Regions from separate parts of the Mus musculus genome. Here region 2 is linked to region 1. A link is a contact called in public HiCAR-type data. All regions are on one chromosome and are shown on one strand. Each heading gives the region's core, a stretch centred on a gene start, on an enhancer-like site or on the middle of the called end of the contact. The rest is flanking DNA. Distances are from core to core; before and after follow the strand shown. Region 1 holds the start of Reln (reelin). Region 2 holds the start of Pmpcb (peptidase (mitochondrial processing) beta).

The links. HiCAR-type assays count read pairs that join an accessible place to other places.
Region 2: a contact with region 1 is called in a HiCAR-type map of astrocytes, with 2.4 times the contacts expected there. The contact joins the promoter of Pmpcb here to the promoter of Reln in region 1. A contact is called at or near these places in 1 of 484 Hi-C or Micro-C datasets (embryonic stem cells) and 2 of 115 datasets of contacts at active chromatin or transcription factors (astrocytes and embryonic forebrain).

Annotation. Positions count from the first base shown.
Region 1 is chr5:22,343,040-22,346,298 of GRCm38.p6, forward strand. It overlaps Reln (reelin), which reads right to left and starts at 1,666. Exons shown (of 65, transcript NM_011261.2): 1 at 1,141-1,666. The coding sequence starts at 1,369.
Region 2 is chr5:21,735,368-21,738,543 of GRCm38.p6, forward strand. Pmpcb (peptidase (mitochondrial processing) beta) reads left to right here and starts at 1,793. Exons shown (of 13, transcript NM_028431.2): 1 at 1,793-1,909. The coding sequence starts at 1,811.

The DNA of each region.
Region 1 (3,259 bases), core at 416-2,915:
AACTCTTTAGCATTTTTACAAAATTTTCACTCCCAAATCTATGTGAAATGCCAGCCACCTTCTGCTCTGTCAACACCTGTAGCCTATTACAGACAGCACCCTTGGGATGGCATGAGTTCACTCAATGATAGTTTATGTCATTGGGTATAAATATTTTATGGAAATTTTCCAATTTAACATTTCCTATCATTAAGAAGTCCCAGAATGAAGACAGAAAGTACACATGGTTTATCTCCCACATATTTCACTTGATTAAAAGTATATGGACTACACTAAATTGCTCTTCTTGTAGCTAATTTTTATTTTTGAGTAATGTTTTAACCTCGATGAAGGACTGCATACTACATTAAATTACTCTTCTTGTTGCTAAAATTCAACTTTGCAGTAATGTTTCACCTCGATGAAGGATTGCATACTGATCCCTTAGGAGAGGGATCGCCTTTGTGGGGAGAAGCTTGTAGGTCCTGCCAGGGACTTAAAGCTGTGCAGATACAAGTGATTAGTAAGCATCGCCCAGACAATGCTAACAACAGCAAGCACCAAGCTAAAAGTATGAAGGGGATGACAGAAATCATCAATCACTGATATTTTAAACGACTCTTTAAAAGAATAAAGGGTTGGAAACAGCCGCTCTGTTTCTTGAGGACAGATCACTAGGGACTCCTGGCTGCAGAGCAGCGGGAACTTTTAACTGGCCGCCGGCATGGGCAGCCACCGACCAAAGTGCTCCAATCTGTCGGCAGCTGGCCGGCAAAACCCAGTGACAACCCCAGCGCCACCTGGGGACCCACCAAGGAGGACCCAGAACAGGACAAAAGTCTGGTATCTAAGTACTGGGGTTAGGAAAACACGATGCGCAGGTTCGGCAGCTGCAGGGAGTGAAGGGGTGGGGGACAGCAGTACCAAAAGCTTGTGTGGCCTGTCACATAAGCACCAGTTTATGTGTTAGGGGACAGTTGAAATCCCAACTCAGGACTCCATTCTCCACTAACTTTGTTCTCTCTCCCCAGGCAGCGCACCCCGCTGAGGTAGGAGGTTGTCCCGGTCTCCGGCCGGCTGGCCCCTGGGAAGAAGGAAAAGGATGGAAAGATGCGCTCGCGGGCCACCGTGGCGCCGTAGGGATGCCGTGGTGGTACCTACCATGGTATTCCTGTCCCGGTACGTAGTAGGTGGGGTTGCCCGCAATGTGCAGGGAAATGAGCACCTCGCCCTGCTCCCCATCCCCTTCCAGCTCCCCGTGGTGGGTGCACAGGAAAAAGAAAGGCGAGAAGCGCGGGTAGTAGCCGGTGGCCGCGCGCGCCCTCAGCGTCGCCAGCAGCAGCAGCACGGCCAGGACGAGAGCCCGCGGCGCCCAGCAGCCGCGCTCCATGCCGCCGCGCTCCGTGCCGCCGCGCGCCCCGCGCGCTCTCTCATCCACTTTCGGAGGCACCGGCACGGAGGAGCCGCGTGCGGGGAAGGCGAGCCGGCGGCGGGCTCGAGCCGAGCGGGTCCGGGCAACCGAGCCCGCGGGGGGAAGTTAGCGGGAGACCGAGGCTCCCGAAGTTACTTTGGGCCGCCGGAGCGAGAGCGCGGGGGGAACCGGGGCCGCGGGCGCCGAGAGCGCGTCGTCCGCCTCCGAGCGCCGCCGCCGCCGGTGTGCACGCGACGCCCCTCGGCCGGGCTTGGGAAAGTGCCCGCCCCCTCCGCACCTTCTTAAAGCCCCGGGCGCCGCCCCCTCCCCCGCCGCCGCCACACGTGTCCCAGCCGCGCCCCCGCCCCCGCGCCCGTCCCCGCCCCCTCGGGCTTGCCCGCACCTCGGGCTGTGCCCGGAGCACACGCGCGCCTCCCGCCCACGGCCCGCTCCGCCCGGAAGGGCAGGGCTGCTCGGCCGCTGCGCGAACGAGAGCGGCCAGAGACCGACGGGCTGCCCCGGGGAACCGGAGCCCCGGGCTCACGGCTGCCCGTTCTGCGAGGACGCGCGGGGAAGCCGAGGGCGGCGGGGACCGCGCTGTTCTTTGTCTACGCCGGCTGCAACCCTCGCCCCTCGGGGCCCGCCGCCCCCCAGTCCCCACGGCCAGCGCTTGTCCTGGGGACCCTCCCGTCAGTGGCCCCAACCGCGACGGTGCCCCGCGCGCGCGAGCCCTTTCCAGTCAGGCCTCGCGGCCCCGTCGCTGCCCCGGCCCGGGTCTTCAGTGGCAGCCAGGCTGAAAGGGAGATTGGGTGACGGTGCGATTGCCACCTGGAGTGGTGCGGGGCCAGATCGTCGGGCTTCTCGGCCGTGGGGATTGTGGTGAGGGGACCCGACAGGCGAGCTTCGCCGGACTCTGTATTTACGCGTTGCTAGGGGATTCCTCGGACGGAGATGGGGGTAGTAAATTTTAGGTCCGAGTTTATTACTTCTACATGTCATGCATGACCACTGTCACTGGGGTGGGGGAGGGGAAGGCATGCAGAGGAGTGGCTGGCAGCAGCAATGAAACCGGCGTTAATGAGCTATCTCACGCAGGACTGCGGGCAAGTGAAACCATCCAGAAGCACGTTTTTTAACCGAGCACCGCTGGCAGGAGCCCCGAGGCACCCAGAGACGGGAGAACAGAGCTGCCAGGTTTTAATGCATTTCTCCAGGCTCAGCACCAAGCCAAAATAAGCCTTGCTTGTAAAGAAACCAGGAAACTGTAATGTCAGAAATGGTAGTCTTTGCCTGAGTTTGGGAGAAGGGCGTCAGAAGGCAAGATCCAAAGGGAGACCTCTGTGGTAATTTCATTGCAAAAGATTTTTTTTTTTCTGCCACATTCACAGTTTCAGCAGATAGGAAGGACCTAACTGCCTGTTGGTCTCCATTACTTCCAATCCTCCCAAAGTTCAACAGCACACATATTCATACACGCGACTAATATTACACTAGAGCAAAGTGCCATGCAGGCTGCACAGGCTTGTAGATCATTAGCCTAATGTAATCCTAACACCACCACCGGAAGAAGCAAAACTTCCCCCATTTCACAGGGGAGAAATCAGAATAGCTTGCCCCAAGTAAGACGAAGGCTGACTCTAAAGATGCCTGGCCTGCCACTGTCTACAGCCCGAGCTCGAGCTCGGGAGGAAACCAGCACGACCGGACCACCTACTTTGGGCAGGCCCAGGAGACACCTGCCTCCTCCTCCAGCCTAGATTAGCTTCGGTTTAGCTGCAGCAGCCATTATGATAAAGCTTGGCCAGAGCAGCTGTTTACATTCAAATTCAAATTCTTCAGTCACATTAACCACATTTTAAAATAACCCAC
Region 2 (3,176 bases), core at 543-3,042, 610 kb before region 1:
ACCAAACACACGCATTCACGGGTGGTCCTTCCCACCAAAAATATGCACGACACATACATTCAAAAATGGAAAAAGATTTTAAAAGTACAAATGACCAACAAATATTTGAACAAAAAAATGCTCACGACCCACGGCTTTCAGAGAAATGCAAATTCAAACTATGTTGAGATTCCATTTTTTCTAGTTTTTGTTTTGTTTTGTTTTTACTGTCACTGTGATAAAATAACCTGCAGTTCCAGAGGGCTTCCATCCATCCGTGATGGGGAAGGCAGGGCGACAGGAACAGGCGCTATCAAGCTGCATCACAGCTCAGAAACAGGGAGATCGGGAAGTGGGACCAGGCTATGAAACCTCCAGAGTCTGTGCCCAATGCCTTCTACTGTAAGGCTCTACTGCCTAAAGGTTCCACAACCTTCGCAAACAGCGCCGCCAGCTGGAGGGCAGTTGTCTAAACTTCTACACTTAGAATGGCTATCGATAAAATAGCAAGAAGTCAGAGTGGAAAGTCAGAGGCAGGAACCAAAGGTGACATGGAGTTCCTGGTTTGGACGTTTGACTGGTTGTCACCATTACAGCTACAAACTGACAATGAGGCGCCCAAGGGATTTTCCTGTCTTTTTGGCTTTTCGAGACAGGGTTTCTCTGTGTAGCCCTGGCTGTCCTGGAACTCACTTTGTAGACCAGGCTGGCCTTGAACTCTGAAATCCGCCTGCCTCTGCCTCCCGAGTGCTGGGATTAAAGGCGTGCGCCACCACGCCCGGCCCGGATTTTCCTGTCTTGTTGTTAAATGGTGAATAGTTAAAAGAGGAGGCTGGGTGGGAAAAGGATACCTGAACGATAATGTAAATTAGGTATTAGGCAACAAGGGGTCAAGTTAGACAGAACTCCAACTTCTAAAGTTACAGCGCACACTCTTTAGTGTTAAACAGCCTGTTAGGCAGCCAATACCTCAGTTCCCACTGTAAAATTAGCAAAGTAATAGTCGCTTCCTCACAGAAAAGAGCTTGCTAGGGGCTTGCAGGCAGCTCAGCGGGTAAAGTCACTTGCAGTGCAAGCCTGTCCACCTGAGTTCCACCCCCAGAATTCATGCAAAGGTAGAAGGGGCAACTGATTGCATAAAGTTGTCTTCTGACCTCCACAAGCTTGGAGTGGCATGCACCCACCCCCTCCCCATAATAAGTTAAATAAAAAGCTTTAATTTTAAAAAGTGCTTGCTATTTTCGTTAAGCCTCAAACCCTGGGACAATTGGCTAAAGTGGCTATTTGACAAATTTTAGTTTCATTAGAGTGTATGTGGATAAAGAGGCACCCAGGAACGGGTAAGAGCAGTTTGTTTTGGCAGAGCCCTAAGACGTGGAAGTAAATAACATTAAATCATGGTAACAGAATGTAAGATTATGTTTGTAAAGCGTCTGTCTTTTAGTAGCAATCTCGGCAAAGGTATTCCTATGGAATAGAATAAGCAACGCTATAAACATTAGAACAACGAAGACCAACATGATAGATCCTTCAATGTGTCTGTCCCTCCCGCACTGGATCTCTCTGATTAACTCCAACCGCCTGGGGATACATGTTCCGTTCACTTTGTCCCTTGTGTGTCTTGCACATCATTTCTACAGACCTGATTATTTGGAGCGAACTGGGGAGGGAGTCAAAGGGTGAAGGGATTGAGGGTTCTAAGCCCAGACACAGAATCAAAGGAATTTCAGAGACTGCAATTCCTGCTGCCGCCACAGGGTGGAGCCAGCCTCTAGTTCTGGGGCCTGGAGTCATGACCCGGAAGTACATCTCCACTTTCTCCACCGCAGAGATGGCGGCGGCCGCTCTATCCCGGACGCTGTTGCCAGAGGCCCGGCGGCGCCTGTGGGGATTTACACGAAGGCTTCCGCTTCGCCGCGCCGCTGCTCAGGTGAGTCTCGCTCCGCCGTGCCCCGGCGGCTCCCGGTGTGCTTTGGGCCGGGCCTCCGGATCCGCTATCCCGGGGCGCTGCGGCCGGGCGCAGAGGGGGCGGGGCGGCTGCTCCCCCTCCACGCCACCCGCGGGAGGTAAGAAAAGGAGCCGTGGACCCCCAAACCAGACAGCGCCATCCTCAGCCCATGGACACCCAAACCAGACAGCGTCAACCTCAGTTCATCCGAGTTTTATCCCAGCGTTTTCCTTATTTGAGAGTTGTCTTGCTCCAAAGGGATCTCTCTCTCTCTCTGTGTGTGTGTGTGTCTGTCTGTCTGTCTGTTAGTTTGCTATTACCAATGTTATTGTATGTCGGGCTGTTCTCTCTCGAGAAAAGGAAACTAGGACAAGCGCTTTATGAATTTGAAGTTGGGTTTGCTTTTGGTTTTGATATTTTGAGACATCGTTGTTACACAGGGTTTCTCTGTGTAACATCTCTGGCTGTCCTGGATCTTGCCCTGTAGATCGGGCTGGCCTCAGATCCGCCTGCCCCTACACAGTAGGGCACAGTCAGGTCATGGTGTATTATTTGATCAGGGAGCAGAAAGCCTTTGGGTCACAGAAGCAGGACAGTGCGGGCTCGTACACATTTCTTAAGTACCTGTGGCTGTGGCTGTGAAGAAACCACGACCATGGCAACTCTTATAAAGGAAGACACATTAGCTGGGGCTGCTTACAGTTCAGAGGTTTCGTCCATCATCATCAGAGCAGGAAGCATGGCAGAGTGCTGGCAGACGTGGTGGAGAAGGAGCCAAGAGTTCTACATCTGGGTTGGCAAGAGATAGACACAGACAGACAGACAGACAGATAATGGACCTGGCTTGAGCATTTTAAACCCTATAACCCACCCCAGTGGCACACTTCCTCCAACCTTCTAGTAGTCTCTCTCTCTGATGACTAAGTGTTCAAATCTGTGAGCCTCTGTGGTCCATTCCTATTCAAACCACCACTGTGTCTGGCGGTTAGGTCAGTCTCAGGTTTTTGGGTCAGGGTTTAGGAAATACGTTTTTCTCATTTCAATATGAAAACATGAAAAAGCTGCTGAAGCGTCTGTAGTCAAACCAGTTGGCCCGAGAGCCTCTGAAGCATCTGTCCTGTTTCTGTCTGTCCTTTGTGAACAGGAGCATCCCGTCTGTCTCACTTCTACACAGTCAGTTTTGTATTGTTATTTCAGTTTCTTGACTTTTTGTCCTTAGTGAATATGAAGCATCTGTAGGAGAGGTAGC